Linked DNA regions of Anas platyrhynchos: region 1 is linked to region 2. The links are chromatin contacts, called in public Hi-C maps. All regions are on one chromosome and are shown on one strand. Each heading gives the region's core, a stretch centred on a gene start, on an enhancer-like site or on the middle of the called end of the contact. The rest is flanking DNA. Distances are from core to core; before and after follow the strand shown. Region 1 overlaps FOXK1 (forkhead box K1). Region 2 holds the start of LOC101799374 (cytochrome P450 3A30).

Region 1 (2,783 bases), core at 97-2,596, 110 kb before region 2:
TCACCCTCCACTGAAACGCAGCTATCTTTGAAGCAGGATGCAGCAACTGGTTCACAAAGCACAACTCTGCTGAGCAGGTTATGGCAGGAAATGAATTCCACAGTTAATTAGAACTGCAGGGAAAAGCCAGGGAGGCAGAATGTATTTATTCCAATTGTACTCAAAGTGCACCAAGCCATACTGCTCCTGCCAGTTGAACACAATGAAATCAGCAGTTGCAAGGGGCTCTTCAGCTGCATTGGTGTATTATATTCAAATGACAACACCCATTTCAGAGGTGTGATGCCAAGAAAGTCTGAAAGCAGGTGGAGCTGAAATTTCTGAGACTTTGAAAACAGCCCTCAAGTGATCACTCTAGTCTGATTTAGCATGTGTTAGCTACATCCAAACCCTCCAGTGAAGCTGGTCAGATTTCCTTTAATACCACATGGAGGGCACAGATTCAAGTTTCCTCAAGTTCCCATTCTGAGATTCAAAACTCGGAAACTGACTTAGGCAATGCAGTAGATAAAAAGGGAAAAGAATACACCTGTGATGATTTAAGGCAATATTAGGATTTCAAAATATGATCTCAGTTTTAGGTTGGACATCTGCTTGGACAGACTACTCCAAAGACAGACAATGTGCAGGATTATGCAAAATTCAGGCAAGTATCTGGGCAGGGGAGTTAACCATAGGAAGGACGTGGAAAAATAAAAAAATAAACAAATATGAAAGACAGCTGACTATGGAACTAGAAGAGTTTCAGAAAACAGCCCAATGGTAACACTACATTGCCCTATAAAATATTTCAAAAAACTAATCACCCACAAACAAACTAGTTAGCTTATGTTAAACAAATTAATTCTGGGAATAGTCAAAGCAGCTCTATTCTCAGTGCTCCAAATCTTTAATAAATGTATTATAAAGTAGATAAGACCTGACAAAGTAGTTTAAAAGCTTGTCATATCAAAAACTTACCTGCCAGCCTTTGTCAGCAGTTCTGTAATATGGGTAATGCTTGGTAATGTGGGCATAGATCCCACTTAGTGTTAATTGCCTGTCCTGTGCTGAAGAGATAGCCTGCACAATTAGCTGAGCGTAAGAGTAGGGTGGCTTGGACTCGTCCTAAGGAAAAAAAAAAAAGTTTAGTTACTTCCTACACTAAAGTTTACCAGCAACCCCAATTAAAAAAGCCCTCCTCTTCTCTTTCACTCCTGCTTTGCACTGTCACCTCACAGTTTAGGGCAAACGTGTGCACAAACAGAACTTAAAACAGATTAAATTATCTTCTCCCTTCCAACATCCCCACTACCAAACACAGACAAAAATGGTAACTTTAATCTGCTTCCATTCTCCACTGAATTTGCCACATGTGCTTCTATCAGCACAAGGGACAGAACAAGGACAAGCAATTGGAAGCAAAGAGTTACAGGGCATGGTGCACATTCAGTGATTCCAGGGTTCATGAAACTAAAGACTTGAATTCTGCCCAATTACAACTAAAACTTTGTCAGAAAGTTTCATGCAAGATTCTACCAGCTCTCTTCCAGCCACAAGCCCAACATGAAACTTGATCCTGGCCCTTCAGTCTCCAGCAAGACTCGTTTCATTCTAGGAACTTCAATTTGTTTTACAGATCTCATATTCCCAGCCCTTCGCACTACTCCGTCAAGAACAGCCCTTCTTGTCTCAAGGGAGAATTCAAGCTACAAAAAGAAGTCATCTAGTGTTGTGCTTCTCCACCCAATCTCAAATCAGGTGGTTTTGAACCTAGACCTTTAACTTTGATCTGAAGATCAGCTCACCAAAATTAAGTTTTATCATAGTAACTCAGTTATTTTTTAATCTAAATTCCATTGCGACTCTCCTCATTTAACGCTTGCTTGACAGGTGTTTGTTTTAAAGTCTGACTACAGATTTCTCATGACAAGGATCTAGTTTCTTCCTGTTTCCCTTTTCCTCAACTGTGTTTTGCAAAATACCATTAATTAAAAGGAGAAAACAAGACTGAATTCTAATGCTCCATTTCTTTATGGGTTCTTGATTTATCAAACAAGCAAGACAAATTATTCTTGCTTAACCCTGTTAGTGAATGACTTGAATACATTTTGGGCAGCTAAGCAAAGCAGATTCATCATCTACCACAAACAAGATGCTGGTTTGAAGGCATGGTCTTAAAACCCTGGAGGATATTGCACACAGCGCCCTTATGGCCAGGGTATTCTTAGACTCATTTAACTGCATTCAGCACTGGCAATAAACTGCCAGGTCTTAATAAGCCTCCCAATGAGCCCTGTTGGGTAAGTAATGTTTCTCTGAACCTTTGGGCTGTCCCCGCCAGATGCATCTGCCTGCTGTTCTGATGCTGCTTTTGCAGCATACTCCGCTGCCAGCTGCAGATCCGAGGTAATGTTGTGAACAAAACGATATCCTGAGGATCCAGCACCACGTGGACTGGCTGGGCAAGAGTTGGGAACACTGGGAAGACAAAAAGGAAAAAAGAAATTACCGTATTTAGTAACAAGACACATGGTTCTTACTTCCTAAGGTACAGGAAAGCTTTGAAGTTGCTTAGAAGCATACATGCCCTGAATTTATTTTTGCCTTCGTGGCTTATCCAAAGCACAGAAAGATGAGAAATAAATACAAATAATCAGAAACAATCAGAGAATAACGTGGAATTCCTACAAATCCTGACACCACTGCCCCCTTCCCACGATCACAAGAAAACAGTCTCAAAGCACTGAACAGCTTCTCTATACATGGTACTTAGACAAATATACACTGAAATTGGGATGAAT
Region 2 (3,035 bases), core at 488-2,987:
AGCTTATACCCAGTTCTTTGATAACGTTTGCTAACTTGGTCATACTTGTTTTATTTGGAAATCTATTCAGCTGGATTAGTTTTATGATGGTGGAACAGATGGCTGGACAGGGCATTGCTGGGGTGTGACACAAAGCATGAAGAAGCACACAATTCTCAGAAAGTGGCAGCTTTAGGTAGCTCCTCAATATATTTTTTCTTTGTTTCCAACAGTTCTTCAGCTGCTGAGGAGTGGGTAGAAATCTAAATGGGAGCTAATAGCTCAAATTATGAAGTGAGTGAAAAACACAACACCCCTCGTTCAGGTCAGCAAGAACCTTAAAGTAATTTTTGTGTTCTCTGCGTATCCACGGAGCTTCCTACCTGGAAACGTCATTGCCATTACCAAGGAACCAAGGATAGGGGAAAGATGTGACCAAAGAACGGAAAAAACCAGCACCACCTACACGTAAGCCCCTAAGGCAGATGTGGATCAGCAGCTGCCCATACTCACGTGCCGGTACTCCAAGAGTGTTCCCAAAAACGGCAGAGGCCGTGGCCCGGGGATGCCCAACTTCTTGAAGGTCTGGTAGGGCCATATCCCATAGCTGCCAAGCAAAGCCAGTGTGTGAGATGCATTTACGTAACAAGAAGAGAAGGCTCTTCACTCTAAGCACAGTGAGCAGCTTACTTGGCTGCTTCTTGCCACACAGAAAAAGCTGAAATTATGGACAAGCAGCGACAGACCTGCTGAGGCTGCTCTGCTACTTCAAGAAACCCAAGACCATTTGGGGTACATCTCCATACAAGACAAGGGCTGATGACAGCTGCAGCCCAGCCTAGGCAGATGCAGACATCTCAGACCTTTGCTCAGGGGCTGCATCCCACTGCCCAGGTCAGACAACGGTGACTCAGGAGGCTGAAGGAAACCTCAGAGGGACCAAGATCCCAAGCTGAGACCTGCCCTTGGCTTTGCAAAGACCTCCTGTGAAGCCCAGGTGGAAGAGCCAGAGCAGCACAGCAGCCAAGCAGGGGCATAAATTAAAAGAGCCAAATTAAGTTTTTGCCTGCTTAGCTCACTACAGCTCCCATGAGTGCTGTAAGCAAAAGGGCAATTTTGCCAGCATAACTATTTAAGCAGGGGCTTCTGCTTGCAGTAGCAGGGCAGACTTTACTTGCTGCCTACTCCCAGCTTGCACAGCCCAGCCCTTTGCAACCAGGCAGTTTGCTGCAGCAAAAATAGAATTACTCCTCCCTTTGGCTCTGTGTGGCAAAGCAAAAACAACAAACGAAAGAAAGAAAGAAACAAAACAAAACACAGAGGTTCCTTTTAATCCTCCCAATTGTTTCTTGCTGACAGGGAGGCAGGCAATACTCTCTGACTTCCTCCAGCAAAGATTTCCTTCGTCCCACCCACCCCCTTTATCAGTCCTCATCTCAGCCTTGCAGGTAGCACAGGAAGAGTCAGGATTGTTTTTCTAACACTAATTAATGCACCAGGGCACTTCCTACTGAGTGTGATGCCCCTGTGAGCCCTGGCTGCCCACGTACAGGGACTTCTCCTCCCCAGGCACCCGTCGGGACCAGCCTCTACTCACAGAATCAGGAGGCTAAAGAAAATGATGAGGAGTGTCCAAGTGGCTAGGGAGAAGTCTGGCAAGAGATTCATCGTGCCTCCCAGCCTGACAGCACCTGACTCCTGCACCGCCCAGGCCTCGGTTTATGAGGTTTGGGGCTGACCTTCAGCTGCAGCCGCGCTCAGATGACGCGGAAGGAGGAGTTGTGCTGCCTCGGTTGCTCAGACTTTAACCCTTGGGCAGATTTGTCCCTGGATGGTGCCAATACCATGCCCAGCCCTGAAGGTTTTGTGACATGAAACTGCTGAAGGTGCAATTTTCAGCAGGGGAAAAGGTAGCAAAGGGGGAAGACATCCATAAAACACCTTCCTGGGAGTGGCGAGGCTTGTGCAGGGAGCTGCCAGCTGCTCTCGCTGCAGCCACCTGCTGCTGGCCGTGCTCTCCGTGGCCCAGCTCACCCCCAGCTGTGCTTTCACCACGTCCATCGCTTTTATCAAGGGGTGTGATCAGGAGGGGCTAGGTAATGCTAGGAACTGCCAGGTTCCTAGACAGATTGCATGGGGCTGTGCCCCTGGGCCAGCAGCATTTTTTGCCTCTGCCCTACTGTTTGCAAAACACGTCCAGGCTCACCTCCAGACCTGTACTGAAGAGCCAAGAGGCAGCGCCGACACCTTTCCTAGGAAGACATCTTGGAGGTGCCCAGCTTTGCACGGCCATGATGTGCTTGGTGATTTATGTAATCAGTGACAGATGGGAATCAATTAAGCAATTTACAGGGGCACGTGCCTGAGTTCTGCCCCCTAGCCTGCACTGAGCAGCCAAAACCCCATCAGCATGGGGCTACAACTGCCACGTGAAAGGAACCTTACTTCCCTTTTGCTGGGCTCTTACAAAGCACCTGGACCTGAGGAGGCCATGCTCAGGCACTCATCCTGTATCTTTGCATCCAAAAGCAGGTTCTCCCCACACGGGGTGATGCTGGGGACCTCCAGCAGGATGTCAGGGGCTGAAGTTTTAGAGGTGCTCGGGGGCAGATGTGTCCCTGCGAGGGCTGCAGGCACGGGTTAGCTGCCTTGCTTCCCTCACACAAAGCCTTTGATTTTCCAATTACCTCTGCTAATAACTGGTGTGATATCTCAGCAGGAGCTGGGTTTGTGGTTGGGTATTTTCTCCTCTCAGACAGAAACTGAGGCAAAGCCTCAGCAGAGAGAGAGGCTAGCCCCCCTTCTTGCTCCCTCAGAAAGTAAATAAACTGTGCAGAAGCTTCACACACAAGGAAATCACTCCTTTCATCCCAGATGGGTCTGGTGGGAGCAATTTGCTCATCTGTAGGTGACTGGCAATCTAACAGACCAGCCAGGAGTAGGAGCAAACAAGATGCAGAGCCCGACAAACCCACGGTGCTGTCCTGCTGGGGCTGGCAGGTGACAGTGGCACCATCCTGACCACACCAGGAGCACATCCCCTCCCACCAGCAACC

What was found. A called contact is a pair of places that touch in the nucleus more often than the background predicts.
Region 1: a Hi-C map of skeletal muscle shows a contact between it and region 2, with 2.6 times the contacts expected there. The contact joins the enhancer-like site here to the promoter of LOC101799374 in region 2. A contact is called at or near these places in 3 of 8 Hi-C or Micro-C datasets (liver, skeletal muscle and subcutaneous adipose tissue).

What each region holds. Positions count from the first base shown.
Region 1 is chr15:16,157,519-16,160,301 of IASCAAS_PekinDuck_T2T, reverse strand. It overlaps FOXK1 (forkhead box K1), which reads right to left. Exons shown (of 9, transcript XM_072024016.1): 3 at 2,304-2,460; 4 at 961-1,107. Among named protein-coding and RNA genes, the nearest start is that of AP5Z1, 20 kb to the left of the region's middle. Within about 2 kb of position 1,346, at least 3 of the 8 cell types and tissues checked have an H3K27ac peak or open chromatin away from gene starts, as enhancers often do. A contact at or near this core is called in subcutaneous adipose tissue, where this site is marked.
Region 2 is chr15:16,047,734-16,050,768 of IASCAAS_PekinDuck_T2T, reverse strand. It overlaps LOC101799374 (cytochrome P450 3A30), which reads right to left and starts at 1,737. Exons shown (of 13, transcript XM_005020116.6): 1 at 1,577-1,737; 2 at 493-586. The coding sequence starts at 1,647.